Regions from separate parts of the Hordeum vulgare genome. Here all the other regions are linked to region 2. Evidence: chromatin contacts called from public Hi-C and HiChIP or PLAC-seq data. All regions are on one chromosome and are shown on one strand. Each heading gives the region's core, a stretch centred on a gene start, on an enhancer-like site or on the middle of the called end of the contact. The rest is flanking DNA. Distances are from core to core; before and after follow the strand shown.

Region 1 (3,127 bases), core at 521-3,020, 450 kb after region 2:
CCGTCACCGTCACCAACTCTTCTTCTTCCTCCACAAGAAAAGCAGAGGCCGCCGCCCCGAGACCCCCAAACACTTCCTTTCCTCAGCGAATCCAAATCTCGTGCGAGAAATTTTGCAATGGCGTCGGCAGCGTCCGAAGTCGATCCCGCCGTCGTTGAGGAGCCGTCTAGCGCCGGAGGCAGCCGAGAGGAGGCGGCCGAGACAGAGCCGGCGGATGGGGAGGAAGAAGGGGAGTGCGGGTTCTGCCTGTACATGAAAGGTGGAGGTTGCAAGGAGGCGTTCGTGTCGTGGGAGGAGTGCGTGCAGGCGGCGGAGAAGGAGGGCTCCGACATGCTCGATCGCTGCTCCCAAGCCACCGCCGACCTCAAAAAGTGCATGGACGCCCACGCCGACTACTACGCCCCCGTGCTCCAGACTAAGCAGACCGTCTCCGACCAAGCCGAAGCCGCCATCGCTGCTGCCACCGCCGATACAAACAAGAACCCCTCCCCGGACACTGATGAGACCAAGATGGAAGAAGCTCCTGTCGAGTCTGCCGCCATCGCTGCCGATGAGAAGGAGGTGGTGGTTGAGCAGGCTACTTCCTCCACGGCCGCCGAGGGGGTGAAGAAGGAAGAGGCAATCGTCCACGAGGCAGAGTCCGTCTTTGGGTAACTATTAGAGCTAAGGTCCTGTTTGGAACCACTCAGATTATATAATCCAGTTTTTATGATCTATTTTGTATCCAAACAGGATAGATTATGATATAGATTATAAGAACTAGATGGATAGATTATTAAAAACTCACAATCTACTATACCCAGCTAAAATCAGATTATGGATTACTAATGACCCGTTACCCTTGTAAAGTTGGAGATAATTACATTCCTGCCACCGCTACCCTTCTTTTTTAAAAAAAAATATAGAGGGCAGAGAGGTCATTATGCAATGTAAAATCTGGATTGCAGTTTATATAATCTAGCATCCAAACATGTCTACCTAGATTATTTTTATAAACCAGATTATATAATCTATCTTCGTAATCCAAATTATCATAATCTATTGTGGTTTCAAACAGGGCCTAAAACATGTGCATATAGTATACTGTACTATTATTATTCTCTCCGTCCTACTGTATAAGACGAAGGAAGCGTGTAGTGTAAAAACGATGTTATATTACGAGACGAAGGGAGTAGTAGAGAGCAGCGGGCGGTAGTGGTTACCCTTGGGCATATATCTGGCCGGCTCCTAGCGCATTGTGTCCGACCTCGCTGTTGCCCATGTCATCATCCGTAGGCAGCCCCACCGCCTTGCCGTGAGCTTTGATCAGCCTCCACCTCTCCGGAGCACCCTGCCATGCAACCTCACAATCAGGCAAAGCATCTCCAGCGATCCGCATGTAGGAAAGGAACCCAACCGATGAAGCAGCGTGAGGAAAGAGAGACGCAGAGTCACGTTGGTTGGTAGTACGTACCTTCTTGAGGGCGTCGAGGGTGGGGGTGTCGGCGACGTGGATGCAGTTGAAAGGGTCAGGCGGCGCCTCGCCCCAGCCGTCCAGCACCACCACGCCCACCACCTTCCCTTTCCCCAGCCTCGCGTGCTCAGCCAGCTTCCACGGCCTCTCCTCCTCTGCCCCCGGCCTGCGCGCCATCATGCGTCCGGGAGCACCACTCTCGTCTCGTGTGGTCGTGATGAAGGAGGAACGAGCAGCTCGCCGAAACAGGGCAAGTGTTTTGCTGCGTTCTGGACTTTTCTGAGAGAAGCGGTGGAGAGATTGCTGAGTTTTTGTTTGTAGGAAAAATCGGCCATGCTTGTTTCCTCTCGAAGGGTCTGGGCGCCACGAGGCAGTTAGGAGAGGCACAAGTGTAAAGACGTGAGGCGCTGGTCCGCCGATGAACCTACCTGACAGTATGATGCAGACACATTGCCCTATCTATGCGATACACATGATATTTTTTTAATTAAAAGAATGGCTTCGGACATGCATCTACTCCCTCCGTCCCTAAATATAAATCTTTCTAAAGGTTTCACTAGTTGACTATATAGGAATGTATATAGACATACTTTAGAGTATATAGATTCATTCATTTTGATTCGTACGTAGACGCCTAATGAAATCTTTTAAAAGACTTATATTTAGGAATGGAGGGAGTAGTACAAATGCCCGTGCGTTCCACCGGATAAAATATTAAATATAAATTGCTCCACGTAACATTATGCAGCAATTTTTAATAGAATATTTGCAAATGTCAAAAATAAGGTCAATGTGACCTTTCAGTCTAACAATTATGATCTTGACGCACTCGATCAAGCAATGTTAGTGCAACATGACTGTAATGACTGAAATTGCTATCTTTCCTCTAAAAGTAACAGAAATAAGGCAGCTTGCAAAAAGTTCGGCTGTTTTTATCTGTGGTGAAGACCGACCCATTGTCCTTCCTAGGTCGCAGCTTGATACAAACCTTTCTTAAAAAGCGAAAAAATGCCCGATACAAATTATAGAATGCTGCTAGTAGTTACGAATAATTTTTAACAAAGACGTTATCAATTGTCATCACTGACCAGAGATGGTGAAGACCGACCCATTGTCCTTCCTGAGTCAAGTATAAAAGAACATCAAGTATAAAAGAACATCTCAAACGAGGTCAGATCAATATGTCCATTCATGCCGAAGTAGACACATCCCACACCAACAAAAGTTCATCCAACTATAGCTCAACAAGAAAGGCACATCTAATGGTGGAAACATGAAATGATAGTACATGACTATAGAATCTATCAAATAAAAAAAAAAGCCCTCATGGGAAAACCAGTTCATATTGTTGCACTCTAAAAAATTATTGAAGAAAAAGCAAAAGGTCATCTATAGCCTCTAGCAAACTTTTGAAGACAAATCAAAGAGTTATCGCTTAGACTCTATCCAAATTGGAGATAAAAGATGTTAGAACAGTAAGGAAATTTTGTGATGTGTGAGATTAGGCGTGCCTAAGTTTAAATTTAAATTAGAATTCATGCATGTGAAATAACATCTCTGTGCAACATGCAGGTACATACATATACTATTATAATATACCTCAACAAAAGATACAGCTTTTGTATACATAAATTAGGACATGCAAACATGGGTTGTTAGTATAACATAGCTGCA
Region 2 (2,881 bases), core at 52-2,551:
CTTGAATCTGAACTTGCCTGGAAGGGCACTGCATGAATCTGAACGGAACCAGTGTTTTTCTTTTGTCACACCTCTTTCGTCAACAACCTACATATACACGTTTGAAGTGTGCGCCTTTGCTGATGGCAAGCACATTATTATGGGAGGCCATCAAGTAGGCATCCAGTGCAAATTGCAGATACAAGACTGCACCGCTGCATGGTTTTGCCATTTGCAACAGGAAGCATACCGGCTTCCAGTGCATGACATGATGTCAATGACATATGGGCAAGGCAGGCAACTAGAATGAAGGGAGCGCCTACTAGTAACAACAAACAAGTATTACCATGATTTAGTTATTGTAATGTTCAGGGGCGCGTGGAACGGTGGAAGTTAGCTATCCAGGGGACAGAACCATGAGTTGGTTTCGAGATCCTATGGTTTCAGCTCTAGCCTACCCCAACTTGTTTGGAACTAAATAAAGGCTTAGTTGTTGTTGTCGTCGTCGCCGTTGTTTGTTGCAATGTTGAGCGGGAGGGAGAATTTCCCCACCTGAATTTCCGTTGAAGGGGCTTATATATATCTAGACAAGTACAGAAGCGAGTGTTGCCGGGACTGCATGCATTGGCGTTTTATAATACCCTTGGGGGGGCTCTGCCAATTAGCATTACTCGAGCTTGCAACGACGGCTGAAGAGACGCCCGACTTACCTGATCCAGTTGCGGTCGGTGGAGACGAGCGCGACGGCGGGGCGCTTGAGCCGCTTGGCGACGTTGGGGAACCTGTCTAGAAACTTGGGCTCGATCACAAGCCAGAAGTCCTGCTCCTTGCTGCGCTCCTCGTACAGCCGCAGCTTCTCCTGCAGCTGCTCCTGGAAGTGTTCTTCGTCGTCCAGCATGAACTTGGCGTTCGCCACCAGGAAGTAGTACGTCCGCGGCTTGTCCTCCTGCTGCGCACAGAAAAAACACCACCACATCGTCTCAGAACTGAGCAGGTGCCCGGTGCGAAATGCGAGGCACGGGAAGCGTGTGCCGATGCTTACTTTCTCGGAAGGCTCTGCGGAGCCTTGCCGGTCGGACACGGCGGTAGCGGCGCGGCGGAGGGTCTCGAAGCGCGTCGGCGGGCAGGAGACGGAGAGGGCTGGACGGCTAGTGTGGGCGAACCCGGCGTGGGCGTGCGCGGCCCTGGACGGCGCGAGGGTCGCGCAGGGGCGGAGGGACAGCGTCGCCGGAGCCACCATTGGCTCGGTGGGGTCTAGCTCAACTGATGAATCGTAGAGGATAGAGGAGCGGAAGAAGCTGGGAATGAGGTACGGACCAGAGAGCCTTATCTGGACAGCAACTGGGGGAGTGAACTTCAGGGGCGAAATATGGGCCGGGGTACGCCGATGTGGAGGACTGGGATCATCGGCCCATGGACTACTTCTTTTCCTGGCCGAGTTCCGGATCTCAATCCCCTGTCTCTCATTTGTCTAAACCTAAAAACAAATCCATTGTCTCCAGTGTAGGGTTTCCCCACGCCTCTGACTGCCATTTTGGCACTGAGAGCTAGGGGGACCTTGGATCTTCAAGAGTCTATGCTCTTCATCAACACCTAGTGCGCAAATGATGTATATCACTCTATGCAGGCGTTAACGATAGCATCTATGGGAGGGTATCAAGGGACCGATGGGAGTGGTCTTTAAAATGAGTACTCCTCGTTGAGTGATTTTGATTCCGGGTTATTGGGTGGTGTGTAGCGTTGCTAACCAATGAAGCACTGTTAGTTTTGTGCTAAACTGGGAGGCGCGGCCAAATTGAGGTAAAGGGGCGACAATGCCTGGAACATTCCTCGGACGAAAATTGTTTATTCCCTTGGTATTCTTGTTTTCAATCAGTTTTTGAGCTTCTTCTTTCCTTTGATTTTCCATTTTCATCCCTTTTTTGTTATTTATTTTTATATTTCCTTTTCCATTTTTCCTTTTTTTTAAGAATTAGTTCATGGATTTTATTTTTATTTTGACTATTTACCAAATTCCGAATATTCTTCGAATTAGTTAATATTTTTTATATTTCTGAACATTATTTTAATTTTTGAACATTTACCAGATTCAAGAACATTTGTCCAAATCTGCAAACATTTTTATTTGTGATTCTAGTATTTCAATTTGTGCACATGTATTGGATTGAGGGAAAAAATGGATACGCAAATGTTTTTTATTTGCAAAATTGTTTGAATTTATGAATATTTTTTTGAACTCATGAACACTTTTTTTACTGGACGAGTTACGCCGATGTGGAGGCCTAGGATCATCGGCCCATGGACTACTTCTTTTACTGGACGAGTTCCGGATCTCAATCCCCTGTCTCTGATTTGTCCAAATCTAAAAACAAATCCATTGTCTCCAGTGTAGTGTTTCCCCACGCCTCTGCCTGCCATTTTGGCACTGAGAGCTAAGGGACCTTGGATCTTCAAGAGTCTATGCTCTTCGTCAACACCTGGTGCGCAAATGATATTATACTCATAGTATATCACTCTATGCAGGCGTTAAGTATAACATCTACGGTCTGGCCCATTAATGCGCACAGAAAACGAAAGAAAGACGAGAAAAGGAGGGTATCAAGGGATGGATCACGGGTCCATTGGGTGGTGCGTAGCGTTGCTAACCAATGAGGCACAGTTAGTTCTGTGCTAAACTGGGAGGCGCGGCCAAATTGACGTAAAAGGGCCGACATTTCCTGGAACATTCCTGGGCCGAAAATTGTTTATTCCCCAGGTATTCTCGTTTTCAATCGATTTTTTAGTTTCTTCTTTCATTTGATTTTCCCTTTTCTGTTATTTCTTTATTTATTTTTCCTTCTCCATTTTTACTTTTTTAAATAGTTCACAATTTTTTTGACTATTTACAAAATTCCGGATCTAC
Region 3 (2,895 bases), core at 345-2,844, 430 kb after region 2:
CTTTCTTTTCTCGAGAGAAAGGTATGCTTTAAACAAAAAGGATTTGATCACAACTTGTATTAATAAATCTCCTCGCTGTTCCCAACAATGCACTTAATATTTTTGCAGGAATATATGTTGTGCGAATCAAATAAGTGTCTTAGAAGAAAAGTAAGATTCCTTGCAAAATAGTATAGGACAAAGCTCTCGCTGCTCCTAATTCTGGATTCTGCATAATTAACAAACATAGTAAACTTGCTTGCTTTTTGCATATTCCTTCAGTTTATTAACTAACAACAAGGACACTGCAAAGGTGCTATATTCCTTCAGTTTATTGTAATTCTCCTTGTGAAAGCCTTTCTTGTACGCCAAAGTTTGTGTAGCTAGCATGATTGGTATGATTCGAATCTTGATTTATAGACCTGTGAATTGTCCATGTTTTATCTTTTTTATAATTTATTTATATTCCGTTTGCAAGAGCAAACTTATACTCTTCAAATCTTGTTTGAAGAATGGTTGTGGCGTAAAACAGGTAACATGATCGCTTTTTTTGTGCTAACTCCAGCTTCACACCAGAGGTTACATACATAGCAAAGAAGATTCGTGATGTTGGCTCTAAGTATATATATTTTATCTATGAGCGACCAAAAATGACGATGCGGTTACATCGCCCAGTATAGTTGGCTCATTATATTTGGGTATACTATAGCTAGGAAATACTATATAATTCTATTTTACATCATTGTTTGAGTCTTTTATTTGTGTACAAACTAATGGCAAAGCCGACGGCAAGTGAAAGGAAGTACAAACCACCTTATATTATTTCTGAAGGAAATGTTGCGAGGGACACGGTCATGCTTCATTAACATTGACAAGCATGAGGATTATTGGAGAAAGGAAGTAGTTGAAAATGGCATGTGGGGGCGCGGAGAGTCTATGATTTAATTTTATTTCATTGTGAAGATTGATGGACTGTCATGACAAAACATAGGGTGTGTCTTGGAGTGTAAAGGTAATTATTTCACATGTTAGGAAAATCCTTTTTTTAATCCATAGCAACAAACGGATATATAGCTATTCCTACCCATACTATTTATGACATGACTGATGGGTGAATGGTGATATGCCATGCCATATGATGCTCACCTCATATAAATGAAGGCTCCACATCCCCAACCTGCTATGACTTTGATAATGGGTGTAAACAACGGTTACATGAAGAGTTGATGCCGACATGGTGAAAGGGCATCGACGGTAGAATGTAAGAGAAAAGATGACAAGTATAGATAGTATGTATGGAAGAAGGAGCTGATGCACGACTAGAGGACGTGATGATGAACTTATCACTTCTCCAGAAAAGAGAAGAAAAGGCTATGTGTGCTTATATAAAGGAAAATCTATATGTCATTCCGTGGCAACGCACGGGTATTTAACTGGTTGCTGGGAAGGGCAGCATGGTAAACTCTCTCGGCGCTTCCCACCGACCGACGGCCTCCTTTTCAAAGCCCCTAGCGCACTCCACGGGTACACAAAACACCAGGGCAGTGGCGAGACAGTAAATAAGCGCAGCATCCAGTGTCAGTTCCTCAACCCGCCCTCGGTCATTTAAACCCCGCATTCCGCAGTTGTGCCTTTTCCTGGCGTCCATTCCCCCACTCGCTGCAACTGCTCCAGGGAAAAAAGGGAGTGAGCCGCGGAACAAAAATTCTCCATCGCTTCCGACTCCTCGATCCAGTCGGAGCGGCGCCGGAACGAATGCGGGAAGCGGAGGCCGCCGCCGCTCCATCTGGTGAGGCATTCGTCTGCTCTGTCTTCGTTTTTCTCGGATGTTTTTGGTGCGGCCTCCTCGGACCTGGGTGGGGGGTTAGCTTGCTTCAGCTCGAAGCGTGAGGCAGTGGGTCGATGAGCAGGCGCTGTCGCCTCCGGAATCTGGATCCGCCTTCTTCCGTTCTGTTTTTTTTAGGAGCCAGGAATAGTGGTCGAGTTGGTCCTGCCTGGATCTCTAGGGCTTTGGATTTTTGTCCTTGAGGGATTTGTGGTTTTTTGGATCCGGGAGCCCCCGCGGTTCCGATCACTGTCCATTTCGGATTCAATGCGTCCAGTGCTTAGTTTGGTAGCTCAGGTGAAAGATCTGTACTGATGTTACTAGAATTTTGTCTTTTGGGTTTGAATTGTATCTGTTTTTCTGCTTCTCTGATCTATGAATCTGGTTGCGTTAACTAAGGAAGTTGAGGCATACTTCGCTCGTACCACATGCTGTTTAATTGCTAGAAGCCTATAAGTTTGTCTCTGCTGTGGGAACATAATCAAGCGGAATGAATGACTTAGGTGTGGAGTTGGTTCGGTGAATACATGCACAATCAGTTTGCTCTATGCTTGGTTGGCACCCCCATGCTGAAAAATAACCTGCATATTTCGGCGTGGAACATTTAATCAGTTATTATAGATGTTGACATGTTATCGTTTGTGACCTTGGCAGTCGCATTATCTCTCTTCTTTGTTATCTGTTCCCTTTTGCAAGCTTTGTGACGTTTGTGCTGATATTCCTCTTGTCAGGTATTTGAAGTGGACGAGGAGCTGATTCGATCTATAAAAATTGTAGTATAGGAGTTGGGGTCTGCGCTTGTAGTTGTGGGCAAAATGGAGAGGAGAGTTGCTGGCGACGTGGAGCTTGATTCTGCAGTGTTCCAAGTGTCCTTGACCAAAAACAGGTGATACACTCGTTCACAGCTAATTGAGCTTATGAAGTGTGGTTCAGATTTTCGTCGCTGCATTTGGCTGAAAACTGTGTTTCATGGATATGGCATATTGAGTCTTTTATGATTCACAATCTCTGATATAAGTTCTGACTCGCCCAGTATTGTGAAACCTTTCCGTCATCAGGTATGAGGCAATTGCTTGTAATGGGGAGAGCGC

Evidence for each region. Hi-C and Micro-C count contacts between places; a contact is called where the count stands out from the background. HiChIP or PLAC-seq counts read pairs in DNA pulled down with a chosen protein or histone mark.
Region 1: a contact with region 2 is called in an H3K4me3 HiChIP or PLAC-seq map of embryo, with 5 times the contacts expected there. The contact joins the promoter of LOC123448732 here to the promoter of LOC123448729 in region 2. A contact is called at or near these places in 2 of 6 Hi-C or Micro-C datasets (both in leaf) and 1 of 1 datasets of contacts at active chromatin or transcription factors (embryo).
Region 3: a Hi-C map of seedling shows a contact between it and region 2, with 6 times the contacts expected there. The contact joins the promoter of LOC123448731 here to the promoter of LOC123448729 in region 2. A contact is called at or near these places in 6 of 6 Hi-C or Micro-C datasets (leaf, seedling and an unstated tissue) and 1 of 1 datasets of contacts at active chromatin or transcription factors (embryo).

Annotation. Positions count from the first base shown.
Region 1 is chr4H:400,510,192-400,513,318 of MorexV3_pseudomolecules_assembly, forward strand. It overlaps LOC123448732 (2,3-bisphosphoglycerate-independent phosphoglycerate mutase-like), which reads right to left and starts at 1,771. Exons shown (of 9, transcript XM_045125720.1): 1 at 1,454-1,771; 2 at 1,203-1,330. The coding sequence starts at 1,633. It overlaps LOC123448733, which reads left to right and starts at 14. Exons shown (of 1, transcript XM_045125722.1): 1 at 14-829. The coding sequence starts at 118. The coding sequence ends at 654.
Region 2 is chr4H:400,060,053-400,062,933 of MorexV3_pseudomolecules_assembly, forward strand. LOC123448729 reads right to left here and starts at 1,302. Exons shown (of 3, transcript XM_045125714.1): 1 at 1,022-1,302; 2 at 690-925. The coding sequence starts at 1,219.
Region 3 is chr4H:400,493,270-400,496,164 of MorexV3_pseudomolecules_assembly, forward strand. It overlaps LOC123448731 (COP1-interacting protein 7-like), which reads left to right and starts at 1,595. Exons shown (of 11, transcript XM_045125718.1): 1 at 1,595-1,768; 2 at 2,536-2,690; 3 at 2,863-2,895. The coding sequence starts at 2,620.